Linked DNA regions of Mus musculus: region 1 is linked to region 2. Evidence: chromatin contacts called from public HiChIP or PLAC-seq data. All regions are on one chromosome and are shown on one strand. Each heading gives the region's core, a stretch centred on a gene start, on an enhancer-like site or on the middle of the called end of the contact. The rest is flanking DNA. Distances are from core to core; before and after follow the strand shown.

Region 1 (7,301 bases), core at 4,021-6,520, 170 kb before region 2:
GAACGTGTGAGTCTACACAGCACTTCATGGGTTTTATGAATGTTGGCTTGATTAGCAAAAAGAGCTTTGATTGAAAAAATGGTGGAGGTCATAAAGCAAGAGAGAAATATCTGTTTGTTTGTTTGTTTTGAGATAGGAATTTTCTTGTCTAGGACTCTAGGCTGGCTCAGCAATCACAACCCTTTTGCCCTCTGCTCCTAACACTCCTGACCGTTGTGTATGTGGGTGTGCACCACTATGTTGGTGTATTTCCTTAAAAAGAAAAAAAAAAAAGAAAAGGCAATTTTTATAAGAAAAATGAATTTCCTGACATCACTTTGGTCATTGATGTAAGATTTGTAACTCATTTAATCAATACTGATCCAGACCTTTGCATGCAGTGCTGGGATTGACCCAGGGCTTTGTGTGTGGCAGGCACATGCTCTGTCTATCACTGGGCTACAGCCCCTACCCATGCTTTTCTGTTTTCTTACTGACCTTGGAGTCTAGTAGACTATCCTAAATAGTTGGGTCTGTGGGTTTGTGAGCAAATGTGACTTCTGGTTGCCAGGTGCTTTCTTGTTAATATTAGTGTTTGTATTCCTGGTATTGCATGCTGTTCTTCTCCAAAATACAGTGACTATGCTCTCAGTGTCTCAGATCCTGTTAGTCACGTGTCTTTGGTTTTCATATCTAACGAAGTAATGAAACCTCATATTTCTCCACTAAATAGTTAATGAAATTTCATCATTGCCTTCTCCCTGAAGCGTTCCCGATTTGGAAATACCCTGCAGTTCTGTGGGCTTGGGCAGTATCTCTATGGCACCTCTGATTACGTTGCTTACTGTGTCAAACTGCCGTCTCGCTACAATGCTGAATTCAGTTCCACATTCGCTTGGTGGCTCTCAGCTTGTTGGATAGATGAATGCCAGGACCCAGGAACTCTGATTCAATCAGTATGGCATTTATGTAATGGGGCAAACTTTGTAAGCTTACAGTGTAGATGCTTCTGCCTTTCTTGTAGAGCAGAGGGGAGACCTATATTATGTTATTGCTAGGATGCAGCTTACATATACTCACTTAGTGCATTTCGTTTTGTTTTGTTTAATTTTTGAGGCAGGATCTTATTGGGTAGCTTTAGCTGGCCTGGAAATCACGTTGTAGGACTAGAACCCAGGGATCCACCTGCTTCTTTCTGCTTCTGCTTCCCAGTGCGGGGATTGGAGGCGAGCACCGCCGTGCCCCCCATGTCCCCTGAGTTTTCACAAACATGCTTTTCTCCTCTTGGGTAAGCCCAGTGGCCAGGAGGTTGCAGTTGTCCTGTAAGTGTTCCTCCACTTAAGACCTGCATGGCATTCTCCTTAGATACGCAGCAGCCGCACACATGCTGAGTGACATCTCAGCTGCCATGGCCAGTGGGAACTGGGAGGACGCTAAGGAGCTTGCTCGGAGTGCAAAAAGGGACTGGGAACAACTGAAAAGCCACCCTTCCCTGAGGTGAGTGTTTGGGTGGGTTTTTGTTGTTGTTTGTTGTTTGTTTGCTTTCCTGTGATGATGGTGGGACCCATAGCTTGAGCTCAGAGCTCAGAGAAAGTTGGAGGGGTAGAAGAAGGTAATGGGGGTGGAGGGAGGCTATGAGAAAGGAAGATACATTGTATAACATATATGAAATAGTCAATAACTTAACAACATTAAAGGCAAACCCAGAGACCAAGGGGAAGGGTTGAGGAAGGCACAGTGCCAGCTTCTGGCCATCCTTGTACACGTGTGTCTGCACACACCTGAACAGTGCCAGCTTCTGGCCATCCTTGCACACGTGTGTCTGCACACACCTGAACAGTGTCAGCTTCTGGCCATCCTTGTACACGTGTGTCTGCACACACCTGAACACAAACGTACACAGCCTCCCTCCACTGGCTAGTTGTATGTCAGCTTAACACAAGCTGTGGTCATCTGAGAAGAGGGAATCTCAATTGAGAAAATGCCTTCATGAGATCAGGCTCTTGGCAAGCTTGTAGGACATTTTCTTAATTAGTGATGATGGGTGAGGGCCCAGCCCATTGTGGGTGGGGCCATTCCTGGACTGGTAGTTCTGGGAACTTTAAGAAAGCAGGCTGAGCAAGCCAGTAAGTAGCACCCCTCCCTGGTCCCTGCATCAGCTCCTGCCTCCAGGTGCCTGCCCTGCTTGAGTTCCTGTCCTGACTTCCTTCAGTGATGAACAATGATGTGGAAGTGTAAACCAAACAAAAGCTTTCCTCCCTAAATTGCTTTTCATCACAGCAACAATAACCCCAACTGAGACACTGCCCCAAAACAGAAGTGAAAAATGTCTAACGTTCACCTTGGATACAGAGTTGGCATGTATTAGAGCCTCATGCAGTTTCTGTGTGTTTATATGTCAGTTACAAAATGAACTTAGTTTCAAGTAGTCGTGGCAACATATACAGAAGGGTCAATAGTAGAGTGTATTTTTAAATGATGTTTGAAGAAGGTAAAGTCACCGTTTGCTGCAGGCTTTAGGAAATGTGAAGACTTGTCCAGGTTTGTGGATGAGGTTTAAATGCTGACCTCCATTTTAAATCTTGTTATGTCTTCTCTTCTCACCTCTCCTAGCATCCTGAGACAGGGGCTTGGCTGTGATGATCTAATTTTATAGTCCAGAAAATGGAACACACAACTCAAAGTATTGAAATATATCATCTCAAAGATAGAAATCCCACATTTTGTCACTTTTTACAGTTTGTATGAGCCCAGTTACTAACCCCTGGCATGCCTTGTCCTTTCAGGTACCACGAGGCCTTGCCGCCCTTCCTGCGCTGCTTTACCGTCGGGTGGATCTACACAAGGATTTCCTCTCGGGCTGTTGAAGTCCTAGAGAGGCTTCACATGTACGAGGTTAGAGCACCCTCCTCCACCCTTCACTGGGAAGGCTCGCTGGCCATGCACAGAGCCTGGGAGGAGCCCATTCAGCTTACCTGGGTCTCGGAGCTTGGTGGGAGACTCAGTTACCCTAGATCTTGTGGGTAAAAAGCTCGTACCCCCTTGTCATCTGTGGGGTATTGTCTAGAGATGTAGCTGCAAATAATAATTTGGTGACATCCTTAGCTTAAGACATCCCAGAGTTCCCTTTTACTGTGTCTGGTATTTCTGTATTAGTATATGCTTTTTACAACGGGAAAATGGCAAGCTGGGTCTTTGACTTAGCTCCCCTGAATCCCAGGACGATCCATGGACAAGATGCCGCATCTGTCATTCGGAAGCTCTTAAAGCTCCCCCATTTCACAAGGAACGTATTAGAGTTGACAAGATTTAAAGGTAAAGCAAAGTTGGAAATTAAATTAATTCAAGGTGTTTCCCTTATCTTAAGAAAGATTCCCTTTGACATTGTTAGGTGGCTTTGTTGGGTACACAGCTGGGGCAGGGTGAAGGTCAGGGGCACCTGGTTTGCTGTTTTTACTCTGGGAAGACAGGAGCATTCTCCTGGCAAGTTATGCTTCATCAGTTGTGTTGAAGTTTCTGACTCACAGCCAGATCCCAGACTGAAGGACTCCTCTCCCTTCCTCTGTCCCTTTCCATCTGTCCTTCCTGACAGACAGCGTGCCTCAAATCTCAGAGGGTCTAGAGCCTGCTGGCTTCCCAGAGTGTCAGGGTATGGCAGCACCAGCCAGTGCTTAGCTCCCTGTACATAGCCAGGACCCTGGGTGGCTGGGCTGCCAGAGGTGACGTGGAGAAGACCAGCACCTGCCCACAGACTCTGAGGGCTCAGCATCACTAGGCAGAGACCTGGGGTCAAGTACAGGTGCTCAGGCAGCTATGGTCATACAGGAGAACATCTCAAACTGCTGCCTGTCAGGGCTGGTCCTTGGCCTTCACTGCAGATGGACCTCAGCAACCCTGTTGGCGTCTGACTGTGATTAGAACCCATGTTCCCAGCATCTAACCACCTTTCTTTTCATTGTTGCCATAGGAAGCTGTCAAGGAACTTGAAAACCTCTTGTCTCAGAAAATCTATTGTCCTGACAGCAGAGGCCGCTGGTGGGATCGCCTGGCTCTTAACCTGCACCAGCACCTGAAGCGTCTGGAAGAGGTACTGGCAGCATACCCCGCTGCTTATTTGGTTCTTAATGGCAAACTCTAAGTGCTTCAGCACCGGGGATGGAACTCAAGGCATAGTTAAACAAACACTTGGCCACTGAGCTACCAAAGCCTACGAAAGCACCTTCCTTTAATTAGCTTATTTGTTTGTTGGAGGGGTACAGTTTCACTGTGTAACTCTGTCTGTCTGTCTGTCAGAACAGAGTTTCACTGTGTAGCTCTGGCTGTCCTAGAACTCACCATGTATAGCAGGCTGGCTTCAAGTACCCAGAGATCCACCTGCTTCTGCTTCTCCGTTGCTGATGTAAAAGGCGTGCACCGTACTGGCCATTTATTTTACTTTAATTAAAATGTAATTGCACCACTTCCCCCTTTCCTTCTCCTTTCCCATTAATTTCTGTGTTAGTGCTATCACCAAAAAAGTAATTTATGGTCCTGAGAAAAAATAGTAAAATGTATGGTTTTTATTAATAGTGATGTATTTCTCTATAACACATGGAAAAATTACTCCAGATAAAAACAAAAGCCTTTAAATATTTAGTTTTTATAAAAAACTTTAGAAACCACTAATATAACAAATGTGATAGTCAAATCAAAACTTAATAAATGAAATTTCCAAATATAATTAGAAGATATTTTTCCTTTGGCTAACATTCTTTGATTTCTTCCAACCTCATCCCCTACCCCAGGAAAGCAGGGGTAATTCTAACACTAGCATTAAATGAAGGCAGGAGATGTCTGTCTGCTCTGAGTGGAAGAGGAAAGGGGTTGATAGTGGGCTCCAGGAAATGCAATCAAGGAGAGAGAGGACCGGTGTGTCTCAGCTGTCTGCAGGTTCATAGTGGTTCTCTTCTGTCTCTGTCCTCTCTCTCTCTCTGTGTCTCTGTCTGTCTCTGTGTCTCAGCCACAGTCTGGGCTGGAGATGGTGGCTTAATAGACTTGTTGCTCAGTGCTTCTTGTTACAAAGGCTGATGGGAGTCAGTCTCTCCCTTTTCTCACTGCAGGTGCTTGAAGAGTATCCTCTGTGCTTCTGCAGGGCATTTTGCCCCATCTCTGAACAGGCCACCTTCTCTGGCAGGCCCCAGGGAACTTGGGGACTTGAAATAGACAGATCCTGTCACTCCTGTGGCTGGGCAGGGTGGGGCCTTTGAGGCCACTGCCTCTGAGCCAGGCTGGTAACAGTGACTCTTTGTGTGGCGGCCTGTGGGTTCCCTCCCCGACTGTCTCCATTCCAGCCCCGTGTTTGAACTGAATGGAAGGGACTGTGTCTCAGGGAGGATTTGTTTTTCCAGTGGTACATTTAGTGAATCTGGGGGAAAGAGGGCTGGAAAAAATTGCCCATGGAATGTGGAGGTATGCCGTAGGATTTTTTTCACAGCTTTCTACTAAACCAGCACCTTGTTGCCTCTGGTGCCCATGAAAAGCCAACGGAAACTGATCTCTGTCCTGGAGGTGGGAATGGGGCCTCTTCCTCCTGCTGCACGCTAAGGCTTGCATAGCAGGGCGGGGCTGACCAGCACCCAGCCTGGGAAGGCGAGCACGTGTGTCTGTTGTGCTACCTCTCGGCTCTCACTGTACTCATGGCCGAGGATGTTACTCATCCCTCCTTGTTCACAGTTCTGCAGACCTTTGCCGCAGTCATAGGGCCAGACAGGCCGCTGAGCTCATTGTTCATGGATGCTAAGAAAGTTCTAGTTCCTTTTAACCCTTTCCCAGTGCATTAGTACCATCCACACAGCTCCTGTTACCCTGTGCCCACATCCTCTGTCTTCTGTGTCTTCTGTCTGTCTGCAGGGCACACGTGCAGGGACACACCCCTCCCCACGCCAGGTCCCCTCTCCAGGACCAGCATACGCGGCAGGGTCCTGCTCGCCCGTCTCGGTTCCTTTACACCCATCATTAGTTCCCCAGGCTTGAGCTTCCGTTTGTTCCTCGGGCTTTGGTTTCGTTTTGTTTTTAAGTTTTTCTTTAAAGTTTTAAAGTATATTTAGAATGTGTATGCATGTGCGTGTGCACATGGGCAGGTCAGAGGTGAACTTGTGGGGAGTCATTTCTCTCCTCCCACCATATGGGTCCCAGGACTAAATTTGAGTTTTCAGGCTTGGCTGCAGTGGGTTTACCTACTGCGCCATCCTGCCCGTCTCTCATTTTTCTATTAGGATAAAATGTGTGCAAAGTTTGCCCTTTACGCCACTTTAGATATGATTCTGTGGTGTGTGTTATACTTACATTGTTGTACCTGTTTAGTTATTAGTGCAAACGAAAAGACTGAGGTCTTTGCCCATTTCTACCCTCCCCCTCGGGTTCCATAGGCTTCCTGCTTCCTCGCTGTTTTGGGAGTAGAGTTAAACTTAGCCTTTCTGCCTCTTTAACTCTGTGTGTGTGTGTGTATCTCTGTGTTTTTTTCTGTATATGGCCATATCTGTATGTCTGTTTTTATGTGTGTAGGTATCTGTGTGTTTATTTGTGTGTGTGTGTGTGTATCTTTGTGTATTTCTGTGTGTGTTTCTGTATTTGTGTGTGTATCTGTATGTGTATTTGTGTGAATATCTGTGTGTATCTGTATCTGTGTGTGGACATTTGTGTGTGTTTGTGTGTGTGTGTGTGTATATCTATGTGTGTGTATCTGTGTGTTTTTCTGTATATGGGCATATCTGTATGTCTGTTTTTATGTGTGTAGGTATCTGTGTGTTTATTTGTGTGTGTGTGTGTATATCTGTGTATGAATATCTGTGTGTATTTCTCTGTGCATTTGTGTATCTGTGTGTATCTGTGCATGAATATCTGCATGTGTATCTGTGTGTGTGTGTGTGTTCTGCGCGTGACCGTGCTTATGCAGGTGCCACAGTGTGCATGTGGAGATCAGGAGGACAACCTCAGGTGGTGGGCCTCAGCTTTCACCGTGTTGGAGGCAGGTCTGGTTCACTGCAGCATGGCCCAGGCTAGCTGGTCCTTCTCCTGTTTCCCCTCCTCTTGCTGCAGGAATACTAGGACTACAAAAGAATGGTCGCTGCTGTGCCCTGGTTCTCATGCATTCCGAGGATTCCTCACTCTTGGGCACCAAGTGCTTTACCTACAGAGCTGTCTCCCTGGGCTCCTGCCCATGGAAGCTGACAATGTCTGGCTCTTTTTAACCTTTTTCCAACAATCCTGCTGGCCACCCTCATGGCCCGGTTTCCTGGTTCATTTGCCTTGGTGTTTGCATCAGAGTTCCATCGTTACTCCAG
Region 2 (6,733 bases), core at 1,484-3,983:
TGTCGAAGGTGAAGCAATTCTGCACATAAATTGGATAACTGTGCTTGTTTATTTTCTTATAATGAATTCTGTCTTTGCCGAATATTTGTTACTGCATGATTCAGATCATCTACCACAGCTTCCAGAACTGACAGGTGTTTTAATTTTATAATTGTCAGTGTTGAATATGCTGCCTCCCAAAACCACACAGTGCAGAATGTGTTTAGGGCCATTTCAGAAGTTGTTGGAAATGTTTTCTCAATCCTAAGGCGAAACTCATTCAATCGCTTTTTAAAATGAAACTCGTGTCAACAAATCAGACAGCAATTTTTAAAGTCAGACGTGCTGACACATCTAAAGCTATACTAATTTGGTGCTTACATGCGGAGAGGTGGCTAGAAAATATTAAATATCTTTGCTCTCCATAATGAAGTCACCATGTTTTTTTAAGTGCACAGCAGTTAACAGAAGCACCAGGATTCATCAGAGACTGCAGCCTGAGCCTTGGTGTCTCAGGTGGCCATATCGAGAGATCCTGACCTGATGATGCCTGTCTGCTCTGTGCAGTGAGCTCAAGGCCCAGGCGCTGTGGAACCGATACATACCACACCAATGAGCAACGCCAGAAACATGTTCGAATCCTGTGTTTGACTTTGAGTTGATTTCTGGTCACCCCAACTCAGAAGCCTTTGTTGCAGCCGTGTTTCTGGGTCTCCAAATCGACACCCTTCTCTACTTGGGTCACCGTTCACAGTTTAAGACACACAATACTCGGGAGGCTGATGCAGGAGAATTGCTGAGAGATTGAACTATGTAGCAAGACACTCTCTGACAAAACAAAGCAAAGGGCTGGAGAGGTGGCTCTGTGGTTAAGAGTGCCAGCTTTTATTCTGGAGGGCCGTGGGATTTAATTCCCGGCACCCACAAGGTAGCTCACAGTCATCTGTAGCTCTAATTCCAGGAGACCCTTCACTCTCTTCTGGATGCACAGATCCCAGGCAAAACACCCATATGTATAAAATAATAAAAATAAACAACTATAACAACAAAATCAACATGGTGCCTAGACTCTACCCTTTCTGTCGCTTTCAGACATGTCACAGTAAGAAAGACAAGGAGCAGGGCGTGTTGGGGAGATGGCTCTCTGGGTAACCTGAGTTCGAGTCTAGCACACGTGTAAAGAGATAGGTTTGTAAGTCCAGTAGTGCAGGGAGGTGTGTGAAGACAGGTAACTCCCGAGCATTCCCTGGCTGGCCAGCCTGACTGAAACTGTGAGCTTCCAGCTCGGTGAGAGAGCCTTCTCAAGGCACTTCGTGGGGAGCATGGGAAAGACGGCAGATGCCCGGCTCTGACCTGCTCACACTGGCCGTCCTCTATAGTCCCATATGGTGGATAAAGAAGCCAGTGGAAGGGTATGGGAACCCCACAAGAGGACCAACAGAGTCAACTAACCGGGATTTCTGGGAGCTCTCAGAGAATGAACCATCAACCACAGAACGAACACACACACACACACACACACACACACACACACACACACAGACACACACACACATGGGCTGGAATGAGGCCCTCGGCACATATGTAGCAGATGTGCAGCTCAGTCTCCATGTGGGGCCCCCAGCAACTGGAGTGGAGGCCTGTCCCTAAAGCTGTAGCCTGACTGTGGTATCCGCTCCCCAGCAGGGCTGCCTTGTGTAGCCTCAGTGGGAGAGGAGGGACCTAATCTGGTAAAGACTTGATTTGCAGGTGGGGGTTGGGGGTGGGGATACAGAGGGGGAACTCTCTCAGAGGAGAAGGGGGTGAGGAGGGCCTTGCGGAGGAGGGGACTAGAAGGGAGCACCGGAAGGAGCATAAATAAATAATTATAATGAGAAGGCAGGAGTTGGAGGAGGTTGGCCAGGAGAAATGTGCCTCTGGCAGTTAGGTCCTGTTCGGTCCACCCAGGCAGCACTGAGATGGAGCCATCTCAAGTGTGATTCTCTTTCCTTCTCAGCCCATGCAGGGCATCTGTGACCCCCATGGGGTGTCAGCTTGACTTTTGTCCTTCAGTCTCTGAGAAGGTGGGGTTTTCTGAGTGGCTGCCATTGTTTGTGGTCCTGGTCAAGTACAGTCTTTTTTTCTTACCCTTACTTCCCTCAGAATACTGGCTTCTCCCCTCGAGAGTACCAGCATGTGGGTCCTGGACAAGCAGTGGGAAGGGTGTAAGGGAGAGCAGCCTGATGAGCAATGGGGCCTGGTGTTTATTTTCTGGTAGAATGACCTGTGAGTGTGGCCGAGGTGTCCTGTGTAAGATAAAAGTGCATTCTCTAGGCTTTTAACGGAGCTTTACAGTAAAAGGGCGGAGTGAGGAGGTTGAGACAGTGTCAGAGGCTGGAGAAGTTTGCCCATGACAAGAGCTGAGAGAAGTCGGGGTCCTAGGGGATGAGAGGCTACAAGGCACATTAACAACTTGACCTTCACGTCTCTACATGAAGGACAGGGCCCAACAGGGAGGGTGGGAGAGAGCAGGCACACTCTCGAGACGGCTAGGGCAGGGACGAGGGTGAGTTGGGTGGGCTGTAAAGGCAGGGTGTGACTCTACTCTGGCAGAAATGGGAAAAGTGGCTTCCAGGCATAAACATTGGCTTTCTGCTACGTGAGACTGTTTACGCAATGGCCATTTCTTGGGCCAAAATTAACAGCAAAGTCCACAGTGAAATGACTGGACCAGTTTAGCCAGGACAAACTACTCGTTTCGTGTGTATATTTAGAGCAGACGACTCTGACTCTCACCCACGGCTGCTCATCCCTCACAGGGGCTTAGCTGGACTCAGGCATACAAAGTACAACTAGCTGCCAGTCGCACTTAAGAGGTCTAGACTCTGGTTTCTCCTTATAGCCTACAGGAAGTGAAGTGACTGACTGATGGCCCTGCACACTGCACGTGACTGTGGGATTCCACTGTGGAACACCCCACCCCCGGCCGCAAGGGGAGCACCTGGGGCAGCACCAACTGGCCAGGGAAACTGTCCACTGCAGAAAGTCAGACAGGCTCCCCAGCCAGAGAGCTTTCTGTGCACAGGGGATTAAAACCCACAGTCATTCCTTCCTGCTCCACCCTCTGCTTCAGGGGAGGCCCTGGCCTAGAGCCAACCGGCCTTTCTGGCTCTTGTGTCTCAAGTTTAGGCACAGCTTCTCTGTCTCTGTGGTGAAGCAGCTCTGAACACTTCCAAACTGCCCCCAGAAAATGAAGGAGAAGCTGCCCCTTGTCTGTGGGCTTGAGGCTGGTGTCAGACTCAGAGAGTCATGGTGCCTCGGGGGTTTACCTAGACTCTCACATGAAGACTTTATTTCTGGTGCTTGGCCCTCAGTATCCCTCAAAAGCACAGGGCTAGCCTATGTGAAATGTCAAAAGTTGTCCCAGCTCATCCAGCCAGTGACAGGACTCACGCTGTCTGCGCCAGGGGACATTGCCCGGACACATTAAGAAACCATTCTCCAATTGGGAGTCCCCGAGAAAAGAGTGATCTTTAAGTTAGCTGTCTTCCTCAGTAGTGTGGACTGATACGTTGTCGGTCTATGGTGACTCTCCTCCCACCCACACCTAGACAATCGATCCCAATTGAACTCAGTGTGCTACACACAGAGAGACTGGAAGGGGGACTAGCTGGGGGAAAGAGGGGAGTTAGTAAGAGAAGGAGGGAATAAAAGAAAGTAATAAGAGAATATGATCGAAACACATTGTATGTATATGTGAAATTGTCAAAATGTGAATATATTGAGATATAAGCCACAAGCCCTAAAATTTGCCTTAAAGCTTGTAGTTCATTGCTTTTGGTCCACTTCAGGGACTATATGACCATTGGCACTGTCTACATCCAGAACGTCTTCACGGCTCCTATAAAAGAGTCATGCGGTAAGGTAAGTCAGCAGGTAAGGTGCTTGCCACCAAGCCTGGGAATCTGTTCCCAGAATCCACACTGGAGAAAGAGAGAACTGTGTTTTACAGACTGTCCTCTGCCTCCACATCTGCACTGTGGTGTACACACACACACACACAGGCACACACACTCATATGCACACACATGTACACATATACAGAGGCACACACACACATACACATACACACATATACATTCACACACACAGGCCATAAGGAACCATTGGAGAAGGTGCAGACTCAGTTGCAGTTGAAGCTTCAATACCGAAGGGGTCATGGGAAGAGACTGAGGCCTGGCCCCATGTAACAAGGTTAGAGTCTCTGAGGAGAGGCCAGGAGAGGCTATTGGGAAAGGTACCGTCCAATTACAGTACAGAGCCCAACATTTTGAAGACTCCGATACCATAGATGACCACCAAGGACAGCAGCAGCCATGGAGGGATGCCCGCCTGAGTCCACAAGACAAGCTGTGTGTGTGGCAGAGGGCAGAGCTGGAGAAGTGCCACTGTTGAGGTCTTTGGAGCCCACAGGAACATGAGTACATTCCAGATGCCAGGTGCTGAACGTTTTACACTATTGGACGTTGGTTTTGGTTTTATTATGACCATGCCCTGACTCTTCCCTCTTGGAGTATAAAATTATGTAACTTTTTATTTTATTTTATGGGATCCCACAGTTAAGAGACTTTGGACTTCTAGAGAGACTGTAGTTTTAGAGAGGCTTTGAACTTTGAAAGAGACATTGGATGTTTTAAAGAGACTGAACTTTTGTTTGTATTGGGTTTTGGGGGTACAGGGTAGAAACTGAACGTTTAAAGTGTTTGAATTTCTATAGAGTGTGGGACTTTTAAAAGTTGGAATGTTTTATATTATAACATTATTAATATGAGATCTTAGGGATGAACAAGAAAGGAAGGCTTATAGTAACAGTGAAACGTTGTATGTCAACTTGACAAGGAGTATATTATGCTGGCTAGCTTTTGTCAACTTGACACACACTAGATATATCTGGGAAAAGAAAATCTCAGTTGAGGAAACACCTCCATAAAGTTGGCCCGTAGATCATGTCCTTATTGATGATTAATATGGGAGAGCTCTGCTTAGTGTGAGTAGCCCCACCCCTGGGCAGGTGGTCCTAAGTTCTATAACAAAGCAAGCTGAGACAGCCATGGGGAGCAAGCCAGTAAGCATCATTCCTTCATGGCTTCTGCTTCAATTTCTGCCTCCAGGTTCCTGCTCTACTAGAGCCCCTGCCTTGGCTTCTTCCATCAGCAATGTGTAGGCCAAATAAACCCTTTCCTCCCCAAATGGCTTTTGGTAATTGGCGTTTACTACAGCAATAGAAAGCAAGCTAAAATGATAAAGGCAAGGGAAGAAATCTTTCTTTGCTCACTGGGAGATCGAATGAGGCACCTTTTTAGTGTTTGTTTTGAGACAAGGATTCATGGCTGCCAGACTGGTCCCATACCTGCTACATAGCCTTGATGGTTTTGAACTTGTGATTTATCTGCTTTCGCTTCTGGGAACTGCAATGGCAGACCTGTATCATTCTATTTGGCCAACATGGAAACTTAGATAGCAAAACAACCCAAGGCAATGCTCAGATTCGAGGCAACCCTGTGGAGATTCTATGGACCTATTTTGTAGAAACAAAATCAGGGCTGATGCCCAAGTTCAAAGGAGGTTTCAATGGATAAATAGACTGTGAATCTTTGGAAAGCAAAAAGAACAAGATTGGAGAACTCATGTTTCACAGTTTCAGCCAAAATTCACACCTGGCATAGACCAAGAAAAGAGGATTTCAAATTCAGAAAGAGAAGCAGGGACCCCTGGACTCACTCCCCCTTGCTTGCCTTCCAGTCACCCCACCCACCCATGGTGCCACCTCAGAACCATGTGAATTCCTGACAACTATATCCTTAGTTAGAGATCTTCAGACCCAGTCATGCCACATATCAAGATGCCTGGTGCCTCGTGGTGTCCTGTGTCCCTGAATCCAGATAAGAACCACCAGCTTGGCCTCTACCCTACCTATCTCCACCAGAAGATGGTACAGCATCCTGATCCACACTTCCACAAAGCACCATTCACTGTGACTCCAGCCTCTGCCACCTAAAGACCACTAATGAGCCTTCCACACATTCCTGAAGATTGACAGCAAGAGCCTTCTAAGCATGCTGGGTAGTGATGCACTCCTGGCATTAGGAGGCAGAGGCAGGTGACTCTCTGTGAGTTAGGGGTCAGCCTGGTCTACAGAGCAAGTTCTAGGACAGCTAGGGCTACAGAGAGAAACTCTGTCTCAAAACATACACACACGCACGCGCGCGCGCACACACACACACACACACACACACACACACACACACACAAACCTTCTAAGCCTACTGAGGGTTGCTCCTGGGTTCAGAAGATGTGCCTATACTGAGTTAAGACCACTTTTGACACCTTTTTCACATCAATACAGATTGGCTCGAAGACTGAACCTCAAGTGCCATTTATCTGGCCCACCATCTGACAAGCTTGGGTAACAGCAAAGTTCCAAGCCTCTACTCAACAAAGCAAGACCAAATATCCACCCCAAGAAACACCACCAATAGTCTAATTCCAGATGCCTAGAATCCATCACAAAACCATAAACAATACAAATAACCAAAACGATGTTTTGGTTATTAATTACTCCATCATAATGTTCCCTTGGCTGATGCTCAAGACAGGATTTTTAAAATTGCAATGATAAATGTGTTCAGAAACAACCCTATGTATCTATGGGAAACTGATGTGTAATGAGGGTGTCAAGCTCTCTCAGTGCTGATAGTGCTGAAAATGTTGTATT

What was found. HiChIP or PLAC-seq counts read pairs in DNA pulled down with a chosen protein or histone mark.
Region 1: an HNF4G HiChIP or PLAC-seq map of pancreatic cancer cells shows a contact between it and region 2. The contact joins two enhancer-like sites. A contact is called at or near these places in 1 of 39 promoter capture datasets (trophoblast stem cells), 1 of 484 Hi-C or Micro-C datasets (3T3-L1-derived adipocytes), 5 of 115 datasets of contacts at active chromatin or transcription factors (T-cell acute lymphoblastic leukemia, astrocytes, epiblast stem cells and 2 more) and 5 of 9 other capture datasets (adipose tissue, embryonic stem cells, liver and 2 more).

The regions. Positions count from the first base shown.
Region 1 is chr7:64,358,705-64,366,005 of GRCm38.p6, reverse strand. It overlaps Fan1 (FANCD2/FANCI-associated nuclease 1), which reads left to right. Exons shown (of 14, transcript NM_177893.4): 6 at 1,345-1,476; 7 at 2,766-2,874; 8 at 3,947-4,066. Among named protein-coding and RNA genes, the nearest start is that of Fan1, 12 kb to the left of the region's middle. Within about 2 kb of position 5,270, at least 81 of the 459 cell types and tissues checked have an H3K27ac peak or open chromatin away from gene starts, as enhancers often do. A contact at or near this core is called in pancreatic cancer cells, where this site is marked.
Region 2 is chr7:64,188,686-64,195,418 of GRCm38.p6, reverse strand. The region is part of intron 1 of Trpm1 (transient receptor potential cation channel, subfamily M, member 1); the gene reads right to left. Among named protein-coding and RNA genes, the nearest start is that of Mir211, 14 kb to the left of the region's middle. Within about 2 kb of position 2,733, at least 88 of the 459 cell types and tissues checked have an H3K27ac peak or open chromatin away from gene starts, as enhancers often do. A contact at or near this core is called in pancreatic cancer cells, where this site is marked.